Regions from separate parts of the Hordeum vulgare genome. Here region 1 is linked to region 2. The links are chromatin contacts, called in public Hi-C maps. All regions are on one chromosome and are shown on one strand. Each heading gives the region's core, a stretch centred on a gene start, on an enhancer-like site or on the middle of the called end of the contact. The rest is flanking DNA. Distances are from core to core; before and after follow the strand shown.

What was found. Hi-C and Micro-C count contacts between places; a contact is called where the count stands out from the background.
Region 1: a Hi-C map of seedling shows a contact between it and region 2, with 4 times the contacts expected there. The contact joins the promoter of LOC123427513 here to the promoter of LOC123427504 in region 2. A contact is called at or near these places in 3 of 6 Hi-C or Micro-C datasets (leaf and seedling) and 1 of 1 datasets of contacts at active chromatin or transcription factors (embryo).

Annotation. Positions count from the first base shown.
Region 1 is chr1H:150,501,395-150,507,732 of MorexV3_pseudomolecules_assembly, reverse strand. LOC123427513 (60S ribosomal protein L11-like) reads left to right here and starts at 3,154. Exons shown (of 5, transcript XM_045111585.1): 1 at 3,154-3,260; 2 at 3,344-3,451; 3 at 3,689-3,731; 4 at 3,828-4,023; 5 at 4,882-5,242. The coding sequence starts at 3,258. The coding sequence ends at 5,074.
Region 2 is chr1H:150,290,993-150,297,046 of MorexV3_pseudomolecules_assembly, reverse strand. LOC123427504 (shaggy-related protein kinase GSK2) reads right to left here and starts at 1,562. Exons shown (of 12, transcript XM_045111576.1): 1 at 1,301-1,562; 2 at 1,102-1,203; 3 at 683-742; 4 at 327-599; 5 at 169-243; 6 at 1-9. The coding sequence starts at 1,375.

The sequences.
Region 1 (6,338 bases), core at 1,905-4,404, 210 kb before region 2:
CGAACCTCCGCCGCCGTTGGACCGCCTGGGCGGACCAAGAGGGAAGGGGCTACGGGTGCAATTCAGGCTCCTGAGTCACAATGCTCAGAAGTCCCCCTTGACATACGAGTGACTCCAACATTCTCCCTAAGATATTTTAAGTGGCTTGTTGAGCGCACTAGGCTCTGCGTTGGCAGGGCCCGCCCTTCGCGTACCTCCACCGACATTGAACCGACCGGATTCCAGGACGGGCCAAGAGGGAAGGCTACGGGCGCAATTAGGCCCCTAAGTCGCGATGCTCAGGTATCCCCCTTGGCGTACGAGCGGCTCCGTACCTCCAGTTGTCCGTCCCTCGCATTGAGCGTGGGCGTAGTCGTAGGTGGACTGGGTTGACTTCGTGGCCAGTTGTGGGCATAGTCATTGGTGGACTGTGTTGATTTCCTTGCCACCTGCGGGCATAGTCATTGGTGGACTGTGTTGATTTCCTTGCCACTTGCGGGCATAGTCATTGGTGGACTGTGTTGATTTCCTTGCTAGCTGCGGGCATAGTCATTGGCGGACTGAGTTGATTGCCTCCGTCTTCTCCTCAGCGCGGAGCCTAGGGCTGCCACTAGGCGTGGGAGGGACCCCTCTGCGTCCTCGGGGGGCCCCGGACATATACAGCCGCAACTCGTTATTACGTGAGAGTGTCACGGTCTTCTCCCCAGCGCGGAGCATAGGGCTGCCATTAGGCGTGGGTGGGACCCCTCCGTGTCCTCGGGGCCCCCGGGCGTATATAGCCGCAACTCATTATTACGTGAGAGTGTCACAGGGGGTGTATCTGGAAGGTTGCGAGGACGCTTTGGCCTCGCGAGTGTCCCTACCCCCGAGGCATAGGTTGATGGTTGATGCGGCTACGAGCGAAGCTACTGGTCACTAGACAGTGTTATGCCCCCGTCCATCCAAGCGGAGGAGCGGACCACATCAATGACCTTTAGTGTGGCTTGCTCCTTCTCGTACTCGTCCATTTCATTGATGCTAGAGTCCTCGCCCGACGGTGGTGCAGCCTCTTGGCACATCTCCCCCACGATTGCCATCAGCTAGTTCGAGCAAGTGCCGACCCAAGTCGCGAGCTCCTCCTCTAGGTGATGGAATAGATTCATATCACATATGTTTGTTGTTTTTATGGAACGACTTCTCCTCCTGCATTTCAATTATGAAGAGCATGTCATTTTTGTTTTTTAAAGATCTTGGCATTTTTTGTATCTGTAGGATGGTGAATATATATTGAATGGCATGCCAATTCTAATTTGAGAACCACTGCAATCTTTTTGCATGATTTTCTTGATGAAGAAACTACATAGCATGGAATTTTTTATGATGGCATTTTTGTGATCAAGAGCATGCAATTTTATTGTTAAGAACGTGGCATTCTTTTTATCTTTTAGCGAGCTAAATTTATTTTTATTGGCATGACATTCTTAATTCTGAATCACATCATTTTTATTTTGTGTGACTTTTGGTTTTAGACAAATAAAACACATAACATGTCAATTTAAATATTTTGTATCATGACATTTTTTTCTTTTTAATGTCACACCATGCACGTGAAGGGGTGTTGCATTTAGAGTTTTAGACCACTTTAAGTCATGGTACCTCAACATTTTTATTGAAGATCATCCCCCAACATGATTTACTCCACCATTCTTTAAATATTACATATATTGAAGTTTAACCTAAATCCTTGTGTGCTATGAAAATCATTCAAAGAAACACATTTGTGAAGGATATCCTTGCAGCTCACGTAGCTGCAAATGTTCCGAATACATAAAGTAAAGTTTACCTCATTATTATTTTTATATAAAGTCTCGTTGCAACGCTCGGGCATTTGCCTAGTGTGCTTCAACAAGTATGCTACACTAGCTATCTTTGTGTTTCATCTTGTTGTCCTTCTCCTTCATGCTCTTCCTCATGCCCCCTCTAATTTGTGAAAATCATTACAGAACGACCCATACATCGCAACACATGCAGTCATATAGTTATGACTATCATGTATGCACCTTGAATATTATATGTGTATATACATTAATTTAAAGCATGTAAATTAATAAACTACCAACACTCATATTGTCAGTTACCGCAATATGACATGATCTCATATGGAATGACATATTTCCTGCTTGCCTCAACTTGACCATGTTTACAACCCTAGCATGACCCTAGACACGCATCTTTGTTGCTTAGCACCTAAGCGTGCATAAAACTGCCTTTTATCACAGAGATCTTAATAAGAAGAACTTGCAAGAGGATGTCGTGAGGGAACTTTGACTTTCTTGCAATGTTAATTTGGTGGAGCCTCTAGGAACAACAAAATGCCCTAGTTTCACTAACACACAACTGCAAATAATGAGTGTACGTTGGTGAATCAAGTTCTTGATGAGTACAGACTATCGAAAAACACTTGAGTGAAGGAGATCAAAGCTACTATGAGTGGTCACCAGTGATTGTATAACATCGAGTTTTAGCCCTATCGTATCACTCGCAATACAATTTAATTCTCTTATAAAAATGATACGTTTATGATGTATTTTTTTTGATATTTTAGCTAGAAGGTACATACCGGACATGACATGGAGGAAAGTCGAAATTCAATCTAGACTTCTATGGAAAGCTAGGGTCTGTTAAACCCCTTATCGGTTAACTTCTTTGTCAACCCAATCAAACCCGGAGAGAAAGCAAAACCGATAACAAAACTCAAGAAGTTGACTCTGTCCGACACACATAAGACGATTATCGTAGACCATGGCCTATAAAAATAGTGAAAAGATTGTTGCCCAAAGGGATAAAGTTGCATTTTTGTAGAGGTCCGACATTGTATTTGGAGTAAAACTCTCATGTTCTAGATTTATCTTTTGAAGAGAAACATTGCTCTAAGTTTTTTTTTTTGTAAGAAACTCTAAAATGTATTTTTTTCAGGGGCCTCTAGAATGTAGATTGGTTGGATTGAATATGGCCGGGAGTCCGGTCCAGCTAGCCATCCGGCTGGGCCGGAGAACCTCAACAGCCCAGCTAGTAAGAAAGCACAAGCCGAGCTGAATATCCTAGCCGTCCATCCATTGATCGGACCACTCCAAGCCCCCCACGCCATTCCGCGAAATCGTCGCTCGGCAACCTCCAGCGCCCCCCCTATATAAGACCCGGGAGATTTCTAGGGTTTCCGCCGCCGCAGCCACACCCAGAACCAAAACCCTCCCATCGTCCGCTTCCTCTCCACCGGCGGCCTCCCCGGTCAGATCATCATGGTGAGCTCTCCTACTCCTGCCGCGATGCCAACGCTCGCCATTTCTTGCGTGTCCCTTTGTTCTTACGCGTTTGTCCCTCGCAGTCGACTGAAAAGAAACAGTTGAACACCATGCGGGAGATCAAGGTGCAGAAGCTCGTCCTCAACATCTCCGTCGGCGAGAGCGGCGATCGCCTCACTCGCGCTGCCAAGGTATCATAGATCCCCGACCCATCAATCCCGTCACGCAACACGGTCTCCTCGACAAAAGAACAATTAAAATCCTTCGCTGTATCTGATATTGTTTCAGTGCGTATGGTCATAGATCTACAATTTCGCAATCCACTCCAAATGAAATTTATCCCGAAGTGCTCTACGTTGTTCATCTTATGTGTGCTTGCACATTTTTTTTTGAGACGCGAGTCTAATTTATACGAATTTACTCATCAGGTGTTGGAGCAGCTGAGCGGGCAGTCGCCAGTTTTCTCCAAGGGTAAGATATTGTCCACGATCTAAAGTTTGCTCGACAATTCTTGTCTGGTTTCAACACCCAGGGGTGCTTATGGTCATGGCGGTTTTATCTTTGCAGCGAGGTACACTGTCAGGTCTTTCGGCATTCGTCGTAATGAGAAGATTGCCTGCTATGTGACAATCAGGGGTGAGAAGGCAATGCAGCTTCTCGAGAGTGGGCTGAAGGTGAAGGAGTACGAGCTCCTGAGGAGGAACTTCAGTGACACTGGTTGCTTTGGGTTTGGTATTCAGGAGCACATTGATCTTGGCATGAAGTAAGATAATCTTCCTGTACTTAGTTCTGGCTGCATTTTATATATGCGAATTATATAGGTAGGACTATAATTTTGGTTCACTTATATCACTTTATTGTAAGCTGTGATATTTTCAACATAAAGTTTCTTGTCTGATGTATTCTTCTATTAAAAATCGTTGTGGAGTTATCACAGGGGTTTCCTTATGTGCATGTTGTAGTAATCTTAACGGAAAATGGTTAACTTTTATCATCAGAAGGATTTTGCCATGCACATGCTTGTAAAGTTTGAAATGCATAATCATGATAAATACTTTTAGTATGTTTTTCTATTGCTGCACTTTATATTTGTTTGTTCTTGGAAGTTCCTTGAGTAGGTGTTGCTCCAGTCTGAAATTATTTTGCTGTGATGGATCCAGTTGTTCCCAATGTGTTTCTGAGTTGAAAATTTCCATAAAAAACTCTCATCTGTTTAATGATTGCACCTTTTAAGCAGAGAATCCAATTGTTTAATGATTGTTCTTATTTTACCAATTAGTGTACCTCCTTAAGTTTTACACTGTTGGAGTTCCTCCCTTTGTACATGCTAGTGTTTGTTGCTGCAATTGATATTTTGTGCTTTAGTTCAAAAAGGTCTGATATCATTTCTCTTTCCCAAGTAAAGAATCAATAATGCCTTGTTGGTACTATCAGTTATACCTGTATGTTGTCCATTAAGTTTGATCAGTTGACATACTTTTTATGTATTTATATGTCTGAACTTGTTAGTTGTAACCTTGTTCTTGAAAAGTGTTTTACGTTCCTCTGAGCTGTGGGTTGCATGCAAATATTGATATCCTATTGCTTACATACTAAAAGCTTACTGTTTTAATTCTGTCAGGTATGACCCGTCAACTGGTATCTATGGTATGGACTTCTTTGTCGTTCTGGAGCGTGCTGGATACCGTGTCTCCCGCCGGCGCCGATGCAAGGCCCGTGTTGGGATCCACCAAAGGGTGACCAAGGAAGATGCCATGAAGTGGTTCCAGGTCAAGTATGAGGGTGTCATCCTGAACAAGTCCCATGCTAGCTAGTATCCTTTGGACTGATTAAGTTGTTGTTAGAGCCTAAGTCAGTCCTCCTTCTGGATCATGGAATCGTATGTTTATTGGATACAAAGTTGCACTATCAATTTTGCCTCATCTGTTGGGCTGACATGCATCTATAATTCCATCAAATCTTTTCATGTTTCATATTTGAAATTGAACATTTCATCAACTTATTTTCTGCTATGAGTGAAGTTTGTTTTAAACCCTGAATTCATACCGTCCGTCGAGAATGAACCCTAACCTTTCAATCCCTGAAATTGACACCCTGTATTTACTAATGCCGCTCTTATCTAAACCTTGGATCAGTTTATACATGTTTGACACGTCAGGAAAGTAACAATCCTGGCAGAGATCACTCTCTATTCTCGCTGACTGACTATATGGGTCCATCTGTCATATTCATCTTCTCTCCTCCGACCAGCAAGTGTGCAGCACTACTGCCGTGCCATACATTGTCTGTCGTGATCTTGCTCTACAGCCCTGCTCTGTGGCCTCGTTAGGAGTCTCTGCTGCGTCTTGCTCTACAGCCCTGCTCTGTGGCCGCGTTAGGAGTCTTGTCATGATGCGTTCCGGCTTTGCCTTTGTAGTGCCTGTCGCGTTAGGAGTCTCGTCATGCTGCCGGCCGCGCAGAACGCCGCGTTGCCGTAGCATTCGTCCGACAGACCCAATTCGACGAAAGCCCTGAAGGCGTTGCTGGAAGCCATGGCGCAGCACGGCATCATGGGAGCGCGTGGTGCCAGGAGCACACGGCGTGCATCCTTGGGCTTGGGTGTGGCACGTACCAGCAGCTCGACCGGCTTAATCAGGAGTCGTCGTCGGAGCGGCTTCTCCCACGAGGCCCGGGACGGCACAGTCAGGGGCGGAGCCAGAAAATTAGGATAAGGAGGACCAAGTATAGTTAAACCTTGTTAGGAAGGGTCGATCCAATAAAAAACATCATTTTATCACATAAAACTATTACTATTCATTGTAGCTTAAATCATTAATGTTAGGGAGGGTCATGGCCCTGGCTGGCATCCTCTGTCTCCGCCACTGGGCACAGTGAGGACAACGCTGCGGCGAAGCCGGAACGCAACGGCTGCTGGTTCGAGTGGCTGTCCACCGCGGACGGCCAACGCATCCACACACGGTCAAGCAAGCTTCGCACAACAACGGAAAGGGGATGTTGCGCTCGCGTCGTGGTCGTGCGCTTGCCGACGGGAAAGGAGCTGAAGAGGTGGGTCAATGTATAGAAGGGGAGGATTGGAAT
Region 2 (6,054 bases), core at 313-2,812:
AGGATCAACCTGTATAAGGAAGCAAATTCAAAATCAAACATGAAAAGCCATGCATGATAACCGAGCAAATCTGTTCAGTGTGTTCACTGATACATTTTATTCCGGAAAGGGGAAGACCCCGTCCTCTGCATCAAGTGATGCACACAGCCAGTGTTCACCGATACATACCAAAACATTTTGTGGCTTCACATCCCTGTGACAGACTCCTGGAACAGTATGAATGTACGCCAGCCCCCTGAATAGCTGCCACCAATGTCAAATTGACTTAGAATAGTTGCACAATGACAGGCACACATTTCACATTTATTCATTGGCAATTCACAAACCTGATAGGTGTAAAGCTTGACATAGATAAGTGGCATCCCCTGTTTGGCATTACTGTAATGCTTAAGCACGCGGTAGAGCGTCTCCGGGACATACTCCATGACAAGGTTCAGAAACAGCTCATCTCTACTTGTGGTTGAGAAGAAGCAGTGCTTGAGGGAGACAACATTGGAATGGTTCATCGAACGCATAAGCTGCAGCTCACGGTTCTTGTACCGCCGGTCCTGCAGTACCTTCTTAATGGCCACCGTCTCCCCAGTTTCCAAGCATTTAGCCTACACATGCAACCATTTCACTAAACATCAGGCTGATGGTGAACAACACAAACATGGAAACAAGCAATGGCTCGAGCAATCACCTGAAAGACGATGCCAAACGAACCAGTGCCCACAACGCGCTCTGCCATGTAGCTAATCGTCTGAAAAACAAAGCAGGACATTACCAACTGGGCGCCAAAGGGGCATCATCCAAAATCTAACTGAGGCCGTCCAAATTTGTCCCGAAAACCCACACTATTGAACACCACACAGGCATATTTGGAACAGATCTCTTGAGCAAACCATAGTTACATGAGGATCAAACAAATGAGCACTGCAAAAATAGGCTGACAAGCTCCATCGTCCTTGATAAATTCAGCCGCTGTCTATCATTCTTTTTGTTCTCCGTAAACGAAGAAAAACCTAACCAAGGATCCACATACATCTCACCAAGGCAAGAACTGGCCGTGCAAGCTCAGGCCAAGAGACACATGGGAAACATAAGAGACGCTCAGCTCACCTGCTTGGGCTCGCCGTTCTTGCCGCCGATGGTGGTAGAGATGATGTGGCCGGTCATGGCGTCGTTCCCCTCCGCATACGGCGCCTCGCCATCCTGCTGCTTCTGCTCAGCAAGAGCGCCAACACGCTAAACATTAGCTCAACGGAACACCACGGCAAGAAACACACGGCCAACGCCATCCCAGCACAGATCCGGTTACCTTCTCGCAGGCGACTGCGGTGGGGGGCTGCTCGTCGAGCAGCATCGGCTCCGGCGCCGGCGCCGGATGCTCCATGTGCCTGGTGTGTGAATGGGGGCCGACAAGGCGGGCTCACAGCATCCACCTACGCCTGGTCCTCCTCTCTGCCTTGGCGTGCCTTGGCTTGTACTGTGATGTGGGTGGCGCTGCCTTTGACCAGTGGGGGTGGTGGCGACCAAGAGGAACAAGATGGGGAGTGACGTTGATCTATTGAGAGGGCGGTTAGCTGACCCGGTGTAAACAGCTGGTGGATTAGTGGGGAGGTGGATTAGACTAGACGAGGCTCCAGGTCCAGGGTCAAATTGCTGGGAGTACCCGTGTCACATTTATTGCCGAGTAATGGGATTCATTTCTTCGTCAAAAGGATAAACAGTGCCGCTAAAATATATTTACGGCATATTTTCAATTCCTGCCAGAAATTGAAAATATACGAGGGTATTCGTTGGAGAAATTTTCTAGTGAAAGTGGTACACTAATTCCTGCACAAATATACAACGGTACTTATCGGAGAAATTGCTGGCGCATTCATGTCATATAGGAGAACCTTTCTGGTGTTATATATGTCATTTTAATGCCCGGAAATACCTAATTGGTTTTGGGTTCCAAGCAACCTCTTTGAAAAAAATGATTTATAAATTACAAAAAGAGTTAAAAAATTCTGGAACTTTTTGGAGACAAGAACCTTGTAGTGTTATACTCATGTAAAAAGTTTCGCGAAGAAGTGACTTATGTGGACTGCGTGGCAGAAACAAAATGTGTGAATATGTTTATATAGTGTCAATTTTGTTTTGCTTCGCCTAGAATACCATGAACCTCAATCCTTCGCGAAGAGTCACATGAGCATAACACCGCATCATTCTTGTTTGAAAGAAGTTTCTGAAATTTTTGACTAACTTTACAATACTTCTTAAAAAAATCCAATTTGAGGTGCATTTGCACCCAAGACCCAAAGATCCACAGCATTTTATTGCCTCCTTATTAATTTAGTACCAAAAATATGACATCTTTTACATGATAGATATGTGTTTTTGTCCAAGTAATAACATTGCTAGCCAGCACTAAAAATGATGATCAGTAGGCAGTAGCTGGTCCGGCAGGGTGATCAACCACACTGGGGTTGAGACATGGCCAAGACTTATTCAGTTTTTATGAGATATGTTTGTAGAAGTAAAATTATTCGGACATTTTTACATATTGGTTATTGAATAATATATAGTATGCGAGACTGGATAGCAATGCTTTGATAGTCTGGTTTCGTGTTCTATACTCAACATATATGTATAGTATGAGATATGCATTAGTAAAAAATGAAGTACAATGTCTAGATAGGAGTAAGTAGACAATTTAAACGGTTTGCCGATTTTAATTTTTTGACCGGAAGATCTTCACGGCTAGTTTATTAACATCAACCCACACTTACATCGTTTGTTAAGAAATTCAACAATGAGCTCCGAGGGTGTAGGATCATAAGTAGGTTTAGGGTATGTTTGTTTGGGATGCAACTTTCACGATTGCAACTGCAACAGCTCCGGCTGGAAGGAGCAGCTCCGGTTACTAGTTGCGATTGAAAGGTTGGAACCAAGATGCACATGTTTGGTAGTTGTGTTGTAGCAACCGCGGTTGGTGCTGAAACGTGCTGAAATGACTCAAATGCTCTGTTATTTCGTAGATTGGTTTTAAGTGTTGATTGTACTGTTATAGCCGTAAATGACATAGTTAAGAGTTTTTTTTCACCCCATATTGTCACTTCCATGGTGTTAAACTAAAGTTATAATTGTCTTATGTCAATTTGGAAGCATGGTTCCGTTCCATCTAGCCCGTGCACACAAGCATCATCCATCCAAGTTTCCACACACAAGCACATAGCATATACTCCTTCTGTTCCAAATTAAGTGATGCAACTTTGTACTAACTTTGGTACAAAACTAATGCAAAGTTGTGTCACTTATTTTGGGACGGAAGGAGTATAACACTAGAAGTAGTAGCCCACACGCCACCATGGGTGTTGGATAACGTAGCATAAATTTAAAATTTTCCTACGCCATATTCAGATCTTCCTATGGAGAGACCAGTAACAAGAGAGGGAAGAGTGCATCTTCATACCTTTGAAGATCGCTAAGCGGAAGCGTTGCTAGAACACGGTTGATGGAGTCGTACTCGCGGCGATTCAGATCGCGGTGTGATTCCGATCTAGTGCCGAACCACGGCACCTCCACGTTCAACACACGTGCAGCCCGGTGACGTATCCCGCACCTTGATCTAGCAAGGAGGAGGGAGAGGTTGGGGAAGATCTTCGGCAGCACGACGACGTGGTGTCGATGGAGAGACGACGTCTCCCGGCAGGGCTTCGCCAAGCACCGTGGGAGAGGAGGAAGAAGAGGGACAGGGCTGCGCCAAGGGAGAGATCAACTTGTGTCTCCAACAGCCCCAAACCCCCCTCTATTTATAGGAGGAGAGGGGAGGGGTGCGCCACCTCTAGGGTTCCCCCCTAGGGGTGGCGACAACCCAGATGGGAGAGGGGGGCGGCGGCCAGGGCAGGAGAGGGGGTGGCGCACCCCCTGGTGGGCCTTAGGCCCACCAGCGCCTAGGGTTCCCCCCATTCCTCTCTGATGCGCCATGGGCTGGGTGTGGGGGTGCACCAGCCCACCCAGGGGCTGGTTCCCTCACACACTTGGCCCATATAGCCTTCCGGGGCTTGTGGCCCCTCCCGGTGGGCCTCCGGACCCTTCCGGTGGTCCCTGCACTTTGTCGGTGGTGCCCGAAACATTTCCGGCGTCCAAACCCATCCATCCTATATATCAATCTTTACCTCCGGACCATTTCAGAGCTCCTCGTGACGTCCGGGATCTCATCCGGGACTCCGAACAACCTTCGGTAACCTCATATAACAATTCCCTATAACCCTAGCGTCATCGAACATTAAGTGTGTAGACCCTACGGGTTCGGGAGGCATGCAGACATGACCGAGAGACTCTCCGGCCAATAACCATCAGCGGGGTCTGGATACCCATGGTGGCTCCCACATGTTCCATGATGATCTCATCGGATGAACCACGATGTCAAGGATTCAGTCAATCCCGTATACAATTCCCTTTGTTTGTCGGTATAGAACTTGCCCGAGATTCGATCGTAGGTATACCTATACCTTGTTCAATCTCGTTACTGGTAAGTCTCTTTACTCGTTCCGTAGCACGTCATCTTGTGACTAACTCCTTAGTCACATTGAGCTCATGATGATGTTCCACTGAGTGGGCCCAGAGATACCTCTCCATCACACGAAGTGACAAATCCCGATCTCGATTCGTACCAACCCAACAGACACTTTCGGAGATACCCGTAGTGCACCTTTATAGTCACCCAGTTACGTTGTGACGTTTGATACACCCAAAGCACTCCTACGGTATCCGGGAGTTGCACAATCTCACGGTCGAAGGAAAAGACACTTGACATTAGAAAAGCTTTAGCATACGAACAACACGATCTAGTGCTATGCTTAGGATTGGGTCTTGTCCATCACATCATTCTCCTAATGATGTGATCCCGTTATCAATGACATCTAATGTCCATGATCAGGAAACCATGATCATCTATTGATCAACGAGCTAGCCAGCTAGAGGCTTGCTAGGGACACGTTGTGATCTATTTATTCACACATGTATTACTGTTTTCTGTTAATACAATTATAGCATGAACAATAAACGACTATCATGAACAAGGAAATATGATAATAACCATTTTATTATTGCCTCTAGGGCATATTTCCAATAGTCTCCCACTTGCACTAGAGTCAATAATCTAGTTACATTGTGATGTATCGAACACCCATAGCATTGTGGTGTTGATCATGTTTTGCTCGAGAGAGAGGTTTAGTCAACGGGTGTGCAATGTTCAAATCCGTGTGTACTTTACAAATATCTATTACTGCTCTCTGGACCTGGTGCTGGATGGAGTTGTAGCGGCGTTGGATGTGCTTCGTCTTCCGGTGAAATCTGGGCTCCTTGCCTATGGCAATGGCTCGAGTGTTATCACAGAAGAGTGTCATCAGACCTGACGCGCTTGGAACCACTCCAAGGTCGGTGATGAACTCCTTCATCCAAATCCCTTCATGAGCCGCTTCCGAAGCAGCTATGTACTCCGCTTCACATGTAGATGCTGCCACGACGTCTTGCTTGCTGCTGCACCAGCTCACTACCCCGCCATTCAAAACATACACGTATCCGGTCTGTGACTTAGAGTCATCCGGATCTGTGTCGAAGATAGCATCGGTGTAACCCTTTACGACGAGCTCTTTGTCACCTCCATAAACGAGAAACATCTCCTTAGTCCTTTGCAGGTACTTAAGGATATTCTTGACCGCTGTCCAGTGTTCCATACCGGGATCAATTTGGTACCTCCCTACCAAACTTATGGCAAGGTTTATATCAGGTCTGGTACACAGCATGGCATACATTAGAGAGCCTACGGCTGAAGCGTAGGGGACAGTACTCATCTTCTCTCTATCTGCTGCCGTGGTCGATGACTAAGTCTTACTCAATCTCATACCTTGCAAAACTGGCAAAAACCCCTTCTTTGAGTTTTCCATATTGAACTTCTTTAATATCTTGTCAAGGTATGTGTTAGAGCATATATCTCCATATGTGGTTTTGATAATTGATGACAATTCCTATGGACTAATGGTTGCCTTAAGTTACATTTATAGGATTTGTCCATAGGCA